4 separate regions of the Mus musculus genome follow, and all the other regions are linked to region 2. Evidence: chromatin contacts called from public Hi-C and HiChIP or PLAC-seq data. All regions are on one chromosome and are shown on one strand. The core of a region is the stretch at or near the end of the contact, and the rest is flanking DNA. Distances in the headings are between cores, read along the strand shown. Region 1 has its middle 74 kb from the start of Gm33501. Region 2 holds the start of Hand2os1 (Hand2, opposite strand 1). Region 3 has its middle 44 kb from the start of Gm33501. Region 4 has its middle 26 kb from the start of Gm33501.

Region 1 (2,700 bases), core at 30-2,529, 360 kb before region 2:
CTCATGTTGAAAACACACTACCAATAACTCATTCATTATTTTCAACAATCTGATGTGCCATTAGTCAATGTACAGGTACTTGGGGGTTTTGAGTATGGGTATTTAAACCTAGTTTAGGGAATTTTATGAGCACACAATACAAAAGGTGTGCAACTTCGTCTGTGATGAATGCTTTGTCCTGAATGCTAACTTTGGACTTCTTTAGTGTGTGTGTGTGTGTGTGTGTGTGTGTGTGTGTGTGTGTGTGTGTATAAATTATCTTTCTGCCCTATGCAAGTTCTCTTGGTGATGGGAAGTCTCATTCTTATAAAAAGATTATGATGCGATTCATCCACATAACAACTTTCTGTGTGACCTTAAGCCAGACTTACACCTTTCTGACACTTGGTTTTAGAACTTTTAAACTCTCTCATCAGCAAAGTCCTGATCATAGACATGAAGTTTCAAATAAACAAATGATATGAAGGTAAATGTATCACAAAATTCTACCACAGGGGAGGGAATTTCCTATTACTTCACATACTATCCTAGCATGTATATTTTCTACTTATTTCCTTTTGAGGCACAGTCTCTGAATGGACTTATTTTGCTATCAAACAAACAGCATCTATTACACTGTTGGGTCCAATTGGGTGGGGAAAAAAAACCAGCAGTGGACTTCAATACTGTTGCATTTGCCCAGGAGAAACTGATAGCAGACCACCAACTGACTTCACATTGAGACCAAACAACACTCAGATGGAAACAATGACTTTTAGTCATTAACAGTGGGATTAAACAGAAACCGTTGACCCAGAGGTGAAAGGCTCCATTCTCCATTTTCTAGTCTTGGGCCTCAAGTACCCTACCAGTTACTTTTTTTTTTAGCTTAATTACTTAGCTCATTAATGGAATGACAAACTGAACCTGTGTGTGACCCACACCCACAGACACATGTCTGCTACTAGAGCAGACTTCATACTTCAGCCATCCAGTTTCTCAGCATCGTTTCTTAGCATCGAGATAACCTGGGGGGAGTCCGTGGCTTTCCTTAAGCCACACAGATCACACGGGAAAATACATGGAACACAGAAAGGACGCTTAAGAAGATCAGAGGAGATTACATTAGAAAGCAATATTTATACTATCACATACACCAACAGTCCTACGATGATTAGGGCCATGTTTCGGATTTCAGAGGCAGGCAGTTCTGGCAGGGATGAGTTATTGCCGCACTAAGAGCTATGTGGCTGTTGAAAGACTCCCAGCCCCTGATAGGTCTGTGAACTGATGGGGTCTTTTTTCCCCCTTTCTCCAGATGAGTGCTATCAAAGCCATAGAGTGTTAGAGTGTTGCTGTACAGCACAGAGGGGAATATATTCACATGAGGTGATTATCCCTGATGTTTCTGGACAATCTAAAGATACATTACATTTTCCTAATAATACTTACCTTCTTTTTAATATGATGTTTTAGAAGAACAGCCTGCACTTCTAATCAGGACAATTTATCACCTATTCCCAAAGTCCCTTGCTGATGAAATGCCTGACATATATATTGGGTGTCACGGATTTAGCAAAAATTGAATTATAAATTGCCCTGCCAGTTTTTGCCTCTGGAAATAATGAAAAAGTGGGGTAAAGAAATGTTCTCTTGAAGGATTTACTTCTAAAATGACTATGAAGAAAGAATCAACCAAAGTGGATTGCCAAGATATTATCTCTCTGAGCAGAGGTTATTTGGGCATCTAAGAAAAATATGACAATAGAATTAAGATAATGTGAAAGCTCTACTTCCAGGGGAAAAATAGCAGTGGCAAAAACTGTCATTTTAAAGGCGTTAAGAACTGAATGCACGAAGAGCTCAGAGTCTACTTGCACAAAGCCAAAAGCAATGCTGTACACAGTTCTTAGAAATTATAAATATTTGAGTCTCGTGACTTAAGTGCTGTTCTTTTGGAGTTCATTACTTCCCTTCTAACTGGTAGTCAGTCAAAACTGGTTTGTTCTTCAGCATCATTCAATTTATTTGAACTTGTTACTGGGTTTATGAATAATGTCATAGAAACATTTTACTAAATACGCATCACATAAAACTTGAAAATACAAAGGTTTATGAAATTACTGAATTGTATGCCTTGTCCCAACCTGTTGATATATGTCTTCCTAATATCTTACATTTTAAACAAAATTATATGAATATTTCACGTATTTACATTTTCTTCTCCAGCTTCATTATGACCTATTCTATTAATACAAGAAAGCATGTTGTGAATGCCATATGAAAATATGCTTGTTTTATTTGAACTTGGGGCTTTTCTAACTCTCAACTATTTGAAATAACAACAAAAGAATGATTTGTAATTATTCTTTGTGTCTTTTCTGAATATGTAATAAGAAATAGAATTATTGAACCAAAATCCAAAACCTTGAAAATTCCAAAAGCATCGTCAGCATTCCAGAACCTTCAGTCCACTGGATGATGCATGTCTACAAAAGGCTAACCTCAATTTTTTTTGTCTTTTGGCCTCTGAGCAGCTAAGATAGTTTATTTCCTTTTAACAGAAATAATTACAAGTTTCCTTGTTGTAGAGGTCTGTTGGCTTTGAGCCAAGAATTACCTATACGTGATCTTCACATTTATCACAAAATCCAATTTATTTAGCTTGATTTTAGTTGAGTTGATTGCTAGGATTGGTTATAAAGATGCCAAATCACCATT
Region 2 (2,851 bases), core at 69-2,568:
GATTCCTTCTGATGTGGCCTTCCAGACAGAATAACAGCCAGACAGACTCTAGGGACATGGGAAGGACTGTCCATGCAGGATTCTTAACTTGGGGTTCTCTTTAATGTCTGGGACCAGAGTGCTTCTGCCTCCAAAAAGCGATGCCAACGGTGGGAGTCACTTGTGTCCCCTCTGCTTGCCTCCTCAGGTCCAAGGCCAGCTATCGGTGTGATCAAATTTACAGCCTAAGGGCTTCTGTTGACACCCTATTACACAGGGACCTTCTTCGTGTGAGTGAAAAGAAGAGATCCTCATACAGGCCAGCCGGAGGGTGGTTTTGCCTCCTTCCACTGACCGCCCCTATCCCGCGCTGCTGGGGAATCTCCTAGGTGCCCCGAGGCCCGCTAACTTACAAGTGGAGATCCATTTTCCGTTCTAATGCGTTCAAGATCGCCAAGGCAAGCAGTCTAAACATCCACGAGCCTTCCTCCCTGCCTGTCTCTTAAACGTCCGTTTAATGGCTCCCCTCCGATAACTAAACCTGCTTTCCACAGATGCCCGCTTTTATGAGGGAGGCAGGAATGCAGAGATATATTTATATGTTTGTTCATAAAAACTAGAAAATAAGCTCCGAACACGCTGTAAAAACTATTCAGTTACTTACCAAACAGGCTAGTTAAGCAGGAGGAACACGGATATTCGCCACACCACAGATTCGAGAAATCGAGGTGCCCCACTTTGAAAATCTTCGCAATCTCTGTTAGGGTTGCTGCAAATGAGTGTGGGCACAAACTGAAGGTCTCATCCGCGTTCTCTGCAAGTTGTCATCCTAACTTGGGTCATCCACTTCAGTGCCTAAGCAAACAGGCCACTGCAACTTTGCCAAAGTGTGCCGGGTCAGAGGAGCGCTGGCGCTCTAGCCTGGTCAAAGAGACTCGGCTCACTCCCAATCGCACCTTAATGGGATTCCATACCGCCACCTCCAGACTCTTGTCGCCACCACCACCCACCCCAAATCCCCTCCCCAGCCCAGCACAAAACTATAGGAGACTGTCGGCTCAGTTTTCTGCCTCGGTTACCTACAAAACACTTGAAAAGGCATAATCTGCGTTCCTTTCTCTATTCACCCCACCCCTGTAATCAGAAAAGAAAGCGAAATAATACTGTACCTGGTTTAAGATTCTTCAGTATTGGGGGGAAATATTTTAATAGCGAAGCATCTGTTAAACACTTGCATTAACCTATGGCTGATAAAAGGGTTTTTTTTTTACCCTGCCCCCCCCCGTTTTAATTATCTTATGGTTATGAGTGGACAACCAATCCTAGAAGAGGACCTCGGCAATTAGCAACGTGAACATCAAAAAGTTTTATTGCGGAGAGCGCGAGGCGCCGCCCCCGCCGCCCCGGGATTGGCGTGAGGAGCCTCTGACGACATATATTAACCCGAGCGGCCCTAAAGATGTAGCTGTACATGGAGATCTTGCTGGGAAAATCGGCTTGCTCCCCTCACCGCGTCCAGCCCAAGAGAACCGCCGCCGCTGCCACCCAGGAGCTTCCGCGGCCACTGTCTGAGCACACCCCTCCGAGAGTCCATTCGCCGCTTCCCAGCTCCGAGGTGCCTTCAAGGGCCCAAGATTCTTGTCCGGAGAGGAGAGGATCTTAGAAAATGGATGCGCTGAGACCTCTCTGCAAAGCCTCCGAGAGAGCCTGAGGAGCGAGGACGGACACGTTCCTTACAGCTTTAAAAACAAATCACACTCAAGGACCAAAACAACAACCAAATAATTTTTATTAAAACAATAAGCGCCCAAGAACCCAGATCGAGCTGGTGGGGGAGGGGAAGGGGCAGGAAGGGGGAGGGTCGCACCGAGGTAGCTCCACGCTAAGCTGCGACCCCGCCGCCTCCCGGCACAGCCGGGCCGGCTCCTGCAGCCCCAGCTTGGACTCGCCCCGGATTCCAGGTCATCTTCGGAGTCAGGAGTCCCGTGGCCGGCGTCTGCGGGACTGCCTCGCGGGAGCCGGCCGGCACTTTTGCATGAGCACCGGAGCGCTCTGCCTGGTCGCTGCAGCGGGGAACGCGGGAGCCGGCGCGCGGGCTGTAGAGCTGGGCGGGCGGCGGCGGCCAGCAAGGGCGCACCGTGCCGGGACCAGCTCGCCGCGCCCCATGGGGAGCCGGCGGCCGCGGCACAGCTGAGGCGGGCCCGGCGGGCCAGGCGCGGGCCCCGGGCTGCAGCGGCCCCCTCTGCGGCTGCAGGGCCGGCCCGGGAGCCCGGGGGTTGGGGGGTGGGGGGTGGGGAAGGCCGCCGATCGCCGAGGTCGGAGCCCGATCGGAGGGCGCGGCGGGGCTGCGCGCACGCTGGGGCGCGTGGAGGGCCACGGAAGGCGAGATGAGTCTGGTGGGGGGCTTTCCCCACCACCCCGTGGTGCACCATGAGGGCTACCCATTCGCCGCAGCCGCCGCCGCCGCTGCCGCCGCCGCCGCCAGCCGCTGCAGCCACGAGGAGAACCCCTACTTCCACGGCTGGCTTATTGGCCACCCGGAGATGTCGCCCCCCGACTACAGTATGGCCCTGTCCTACAGCCCCGAGTACGCCAGCGGTGCCGCGGGCCTGGACCACTCCCATTATGGGGGAGTGCCGCCCGGCGCCGGGCCTCCCGGCCTGGGGGGGCCGCGCCCGGTGAAGCGCCGGGGCACCGCCAACCGCAAGGAGCGGCGCAGGACTCAGAGCATCAACAGCGCCTTCGCCGAGCTGCGCGAGTGCATCCCCAACGTGCCCGCCGACACCAAACTCTCCAAGATCAAGACACTGCGCCTGGCCACCAGCTACATCGCCTACCTCATGGATCTGCTGGCCAAGGACGACCAGAACGG
Region 3 (2,734 bases), core at 128-2,627, 390 kb before region 2:
AAAACCATGTTCTATAAAGGTGAAGAAAAACTGTCAGAGAAAGACTTGTAACTGAAGCCTCCCTTCAGCGAGCGTCCTTTAGTAAGGGATGGACTTCTTCACCAGGTACAAGAGTCAGCTGCTAAGTTTTCAATACTGAGGCCCCAGAGTAGTCCCATTAAGCTACAGAGTTGTACCCCACCAGCCACGTTTTCTCATCACTTTTAACAACCCATGTTCATTGTGAGACCTTGATCTAGCTGTTACGAAGTGGCTTTCCGGAGAGAGAAAGTGTACATTGGACTGCAAGCCCCCAAGATTCCATGTGTTCCTCCTACTGTCTGTAGCAATCCCATTTCCACTGAAAAAGAAAAAAAAAAGCATCTCAGGGCTGGGAAGATTGCTCAGTTCATAAAGTCCTCGACTTACAAGAAGAAGGATCTGAGTTCAATCCTCTAAACCCACGTTCTAAAAACCTCAGTGTTATGAATGTTTGTCATTCCAGAGCCAAGGAGCCAGAGATAGACAAATCCTGGACTTACCAGCCAGACAGCCTAGCTTATTTGGCAAGTTCCAGGACATTTAGAGAGACTGTCTCAAAAAGAAAAAAAAAAGTGGGTGGTTTTAAGCAAAAGTATAATTTTTCTTACCACAAGGGAGGATAATATAAAAACTTTGGAATATATACCAGTGCAAACAAGCACTGGTAGAGAGGCAACTGGGAACAACTGACAGAGAGGGCTCAGCTACCACGAGTGATATCGGAAACCTCTAGGGAACTGTCAGAGAGAAAAAGGAAAAGCAGAAGGGTTGCAAAGGTCTGGGGTGGTTGAGGCTTGTCTGCACGGACCTTTCTTTTGACAGTTCACATCCATCTTAAGCCGAATTATTGTTTATTCTTATTGTGCCAGGTTTCCTTTCATGCACTGCTGCTTCACTGGGGTGTCATAGGCCAGTAGTCCCAGTTTTCAATTTTCAAAAGCATTTGGGATGCCAAAACAACAAAATGTAAAGGGTAGCCCGCAGCACAGTTTACTTAAGAGGTTTTAATCATAATACTCTGCACAATGTACTGCGAGATCTCCTGATTCAACTGTCTCCTCTTTTTCCCTGTAGTATCTAAGGAAACACCAAACATCCCTCCCTCTAATTTAAATACACTATAAAACTTTTGGTGGAAGTATTTTGTATCATTCTAGCTTGTTGAGAATTTTAGTTTCTGTTTTAACCAAATTAGCTTCTAAGAGAGCCCACTGGTGCCGTGTAACAAACTGAGTCACAGGTAGAAAGTCAAATGCTGTCTTATGACACTTAACGGTGGCCAGTCTGTGGAATTTGGAAAATTCTATGAATTCTGGTACGTGGCATGGCTCCGCATGCATCCTGTGCCTTCTGAGATCTCAAAAGACTCACAGCAGCCTCTGCTGATCTGGAGTTGTAAATGCTGGCCTTGATGAATGGATGTCTGATAGAAGTGATCAAAACATCGTCTGGCCAAAAGGCAGAAAGCAAGATCAAACTCCCATAATTCAAGCATGACAAAGAAACCATTGCAAAAGAGATGCACCGTCATCATGCCAGACTCCAAATGAGTTATTTCTCTCCTGCCCGGGTCTTACTGCAGTTGCCTCCCACTTGGCCACAAATGGCAAGCTTTCATCTAAGCTCAACTGCAACCCCACAGTCTTATCAGTGGATCTCCACTCCCTGAAACTGCACACAATGGAGGACGTATTTCCAGTGCAAAGGAATTGACACCATTACTACTTTAATTAACCAGTTGCCAGTTTATACTTTTTCCCTTTTCTCTCCTTTCCCTCGCCACTGTCAGTCCCCCCATCATCTCTCTCTCTCTCTCTCTCTCTCTCTCTCTCTCTCTCTCTGTCTCTCTCTCTGTCTCTCTCACACACACACACACACACACACACACATAGACACAGACACACACAGACACACACAGAGACACACACAGACACACACACACACACACACACACACACACACACACACACACACACACACACACATTATTTCCTTACATTTTGTGAAAAAGAAACTGGTTTAAGTATAGAACAAGAGACAGGAGACTCCACAATAATTCAGCTTGTTTTCTTCACTGTCACAATACCCCTGTGATCACTAAAGGGGTAAGGTGAGGGCTGGTGACCCTGTCATACTGAGATCTTAAAGTTCCTCATGACAGGTTGGCCTTTAAGAAAGAACAGGGTGTTTCCTTGAGTGGCCCGTTCAAATTGGGGGGGGGTCACTTGTTTATTTTATCAAAGAAAACGAAACAATAAAATTTAAAGGCTGGTAAGTTAACAATATATATAAATAAAATAAGAATCATAAGAATGGTTTAGCAAGGCTGATTATGCAACTAATTTTGCTATATATAAAATTGCTTCAGGTTCAGTTTTCAGTACAAATTTTTATACACACTCTTCCCTAAGGATTGAACGTTTTTGCACGTATAACTTTAACAAAACTGTTTCTGGAGACTTCAGGGAGAGCAATGATAAGCATGTTGCAATCTCTTCAAAGGTCATTTTAAATTTAAAAGTCGGGTTTCCCACACACATACATTCTCCAGCTTGGAAAAACTAGCTTCCTGTTGTAATCAATACAGATTACTCTTGGACTTAAAAAAAATCAGACAAATATTCTAAATTGTTGAACTTTCTGGGTACATGTATCTTCTGCTGTAAGTTTATTTACTTTATACAGTTTCCCTTCGTTATTACTTCAAGACCTG
Region 4 (2,700 bases), core at 149-2,648, 410 kb before region 2:
CACCCAAGCTGGGTGATGGCAGGATACACCTTTAATCCCAGTACTCAGGAGACAGAGGAAGGCAGATCTACGAGTTCAAGGCCAGTCTGCTCTACAAGTGAGTTCAAGACAGCCAGGGCTGCATGGAAAACATGTTAAATGCAATGTCTTTTCTGGGAATCACAAAAGCACACTTCAGTACAGCAGCAGAGTAGTCAATCATATAAAACAGTCTCTAGCTTAAAAATTTCTGCAAGAATAAGCTTAGTGAATATGTCTCAAATACTCATGAATCTGTGTACGTCCATGTAGTCATGTGTACATGGGGTTATTATGGATAAAAATTTTCTATGTTCATATCCATGTATACCAAGGATTGACAGACATAGGTAAACATATGATGATGTTAAAAGCATCCGTGCATATTTTAAGTTATATTATCTGTGTAAGTAGCAGATCCAGAATTCAAGACCAGATCTGTCTGAGGTGTCTACATCTACATTTTCTCAAACAAATAGGAAGAAAATATAATAGTTTTGCTCAGTTTTGTGGACTACAAAGTTTTTTGTGTGTGCTTTCTATTAATTGTTTAAAGAAAAAGTGTGCCACAGAGTGTTCCATTCCTAGGCTCATTGGTTTGTCTGGATAGAGAATATTTAAAAGATTAAAATTTATGATGAAATTTGTGTATGTAACCAGAAGAAGGGAAATGAAGATTATATGACAGATGTAATGCCTTTACTGAGATTTTCCTTTCGTTGACAAGTCTGCAAGCAAATGATAAGGACTTTCTCATCAATTCTGTGCATCTGTGAAGCGCAGCATCTCCTGGTTTCTGTTTTGTTTTCTGTTTGTTTGGTTTGTTTGGTTTTTATCAAGACAGGATCCCATTGTGTAGCCCTCACTTTCCTGGGACTTGCTTTGTATACTAGGCTGGCCCCAACCTCAAGCTCTGCCTGTCTCTATCTTCCAAGCATTGGGATTAAAGGTGTGCACTGCCACTGCCACCACCACCAGACACATTTCCTATATTTAAAGGAATATAAAGTGATGTGAATACAAGTCACATGAGCCAGGTTAATGCTATAGTCAAGATGGTTTGTTATCTCTGCGGATTCTCAGCAGCCTTGAATGGAGCCACTGATCTTACCACATTCTCACCAAAGATATCTGCATCTTTCAGGGACGATGTGGCAACATGTTTTTTGCTAGATGTGTTTGCTGTTGATAGCTCATCTCTCCCTATTACCCAGATGCAGAAATATCTTCAAAAGATTCTCTTAGAAAGAATCAAAGGCAACTCCAGTTGAAGCTCTCTGAAGGAAACGTGAAGCAGACACGCTCACCTTCAGGGAACTCTGACACATTAATTTCCTTCAGCCACCCCACTTAAAGTTGTAAGTCTGGCACCACCATGGCGGGGGCCCTAATCAGATACCAAGCTGGTGCTGACTACATCAGAAATGATGTCAGATGAACGGCAGTCCCCCACCACTGCCTCATTTGGAGCAAACACTGAAACACTTGTTTTTTAGACTACTTTATGACTTGCTTGAAAAATGACTTTGTTCACTATGGAAGGCCAATAACGTATGAGGTGTTGCCCAGGATTTTAACACTTCTACTGCATGCATGACATTCTTTGTGCACACATAGCTACACAGTGAGAATATCACCGGACTACTTATAGCATCAATACCTTCTATCGGGGGGAGAGACTGCATGGTAACAGCTGTGTTGATACTTCCAGGTATATAAAATCTGGTAAGAAACCATATTGCCAAAAGTACAGGAAGAAATGTTTTCATTTTACGCCATATGGTTTGGCTTAGATCGGATTTACACATTTGGAGTTCCTTATTTATTTTTAATGGTGGTCCTTCACCTCAAGTACATGAATGTGCTTTTCACCTCTGCTCTTTGGGGACTGTACCTGTCAAAGGCTCTGTCCCATGCAGATCTGAGAATTCTATGCCCCCCCCCCATTGACAGATCCTACCTCCTCCTATCTCCTTCTAAGGAAGCCATGTTGTTTTAGGAGCTACAAGGGCAAGCATGGAAGCCTCACTGGGATGGCGAGTAGACACCAAGATCCTCTTTGTGACAAACAGGTGACTCTTTCCCTCAGTCGCTGTGGAACTACAGCACAGAGAATAACCTCTCCTCAGACTCTCCTCCTCTCGTGTCCTGCTACTGGATAGTCGAGCCCAAGCCTGGTCTCCTTCTGGAAATTATTTGGTAATAAGAAACAGACCTTAGTTGGTGTTGTGAGATGAAGCTGTGACCTTTCACCTTCGGAGACCTGGGTGCTGAACCTTTCTGGAGGTTGGTGGTCTCCATCTAGTTCACAACAGGTATTTTCAGTGCCTCCAAGTTATATGGCATTTGTGGTCAACAGTACCTTGATCCCAAAGAGAAATTTGTAGTAATGTATTTAACCACAGGATCCTTGGGAGGACAAGCCATTCTCTGCCTCATTCTCACCCATCATTACTGTGTCAGATCCAGGAGACTTCTTACTTTAATACCAGTATTTTGTACTAGAGCCACTTCTTTTGCAGAGCTCATGGCAGTCTCATATTCTTGACTGTATAATGTGCTTCTTTATATCTTGAGATCTGCCCAGATTCTAATGCATGCTAATGGCTGCCACTCTTTGCATTCACACTTTGAGTGTTCTCTCCAGTTCTATTTAAGAAGCTTCAGCTGGAACAGGCATAT

What was found. Hi-C and Micro-C count contacts between places; a contact is called where the count stands out from the background. HiChIP or PLAC-seq counts read pairs in DNA pulled down with a chosen protein or histone mark.
Region 1: an H3K4me3 HiChIP or PLAC-seq map of embryonic limb bud shows a contact between it and region 2, with 4 times the contacts expected there. The contact joins the enhancer-like site here to the promoter of Hand2os1 in region 2. A contact is called at or near these places in 2 of 39 promoter capture datasets (liver and stem cell-derived epiblast-like cells), 2 of 484 Hi-C or Micro-C datasets (nephron progenitors and uterus), 3 of 115 datasets of contacts at active chromatin or transcription factors (embryonic limb bud, heart atrium and stem cell-derived neural progenitor cells) and 1 of 9 other capture datasets (embryonic stem cells).
Region 3: a contact with region 2 is called in a Hi-C map of the N1E-115 cell line, with 17 times the contacts expected there. The contact joins the enhancer-like site here to the promoter of Hand2os1 in region 2. A contact is called at or near these places in 4 of 39 promoter capture datasets (the 3T3-L1 cell line, embryonic stem cells, hippocampal neurons and 1 more), 8 of 484 Hi-C or Micro-C datasets (the HL-1 cell line, the N1E-115 cell line, liver and 3 more), 5 of 115 datasets of contacts at active chromatin or transcription factors (cardiomyocytes, embryonic limb bud, fetal liver and 2 more) and 1 of 9 other capture datasets (embryonic stem cells).
Region 4: a contact with region 2 is called in an H3K4me3 HiChIP or PLAC-seq map of embryonic limb bud, with 2.6 times the contacts expected there. The contact joins the enhancer-like site here to the promoter of Hand2os1 in region 2. A contact is called at or near these places in 3 of 39 promoter capture datasets (the 3T3-L1 cell line, hippocampal neurons and liver), 3 of 484 Hi-C or Micro-C datasets (the HL-1 cell line, the N1E-115 cell line and nephron progenitors) and 6 of 115 datasets of contacts at active chromatin or transcription factors (craniofacial prominence, embryonic limb bud, embryonic stem cells and 3 more).

Annotation. Positions count from the first base shown.
Region 1 is chr8:56,961,197-56,963,896 of GRCm38.p6, forward strand. No RefSeq gene overlaps it. Among named protein-coding and RNA genes, the nearest start is that of Gm33501, 74 kb to the left of the region's middle. Within about 2 kb of position 1,280, at least 3 of the 459 cell types and tissues checked have an H3K27ac peak or open chromatin away from gene starts, as enhancers often do. A contact at or near this core is called in embryonic limb bud, where this site is marked.
Region 2 is chr8:57,319,541-57,322,391 of GRCm38.p6, forward strand. Hand2os1 (Hand2, opposite strand 1) reads right to left here and starts at 1,319. Exons shown (of 6, transcript NR_154048.1): 1 at 1,149-1,319; 2 at 644-748. It overlaps Hand2 (heart and neural crest derivatives expressed 2), which reads left to right and starts at 1,443. Exons shown (of 2, transcript NM_010402.4): 1 at 1,443-2,851. The coding sequence starts at 2,367.
Region 3 is chr8:56,931,249-56,933,982 of GRCm38.p6, forward strand. No RefSeq gene overlaps it. Among named protein-coding and RNA genes, the nearest start is that of Gm33501, 44 kb to the left of the region's middle. Within about 2 kb of position 1,378, at least 8 of the 459 cell types and tissues checked have an H3K27ac peak or open chromatin away from gene starts, as enhancers often do. A contact at or near this core is called in the N1E-115 cell line, where this site is marked.
Region 4 is chr8:56,913,948-56,916,647 of GRCm38.p6, forward strand. No RefSeq gene overlaps it. Among named protein-coding and RNA genes, the nearest start is that of Gm33501, 26 kb to the left of the region's middle. RefSeq lists an enhancer at 604-2,700. Within about 2 kb of position 1,399, at least 3 of the 459 cell types and tissues checked have an H3K27ac peak or open chromatin away from gene starts, as enhancers often do. A contact at or near this core is called in embryonic limb bud, where this site is marked.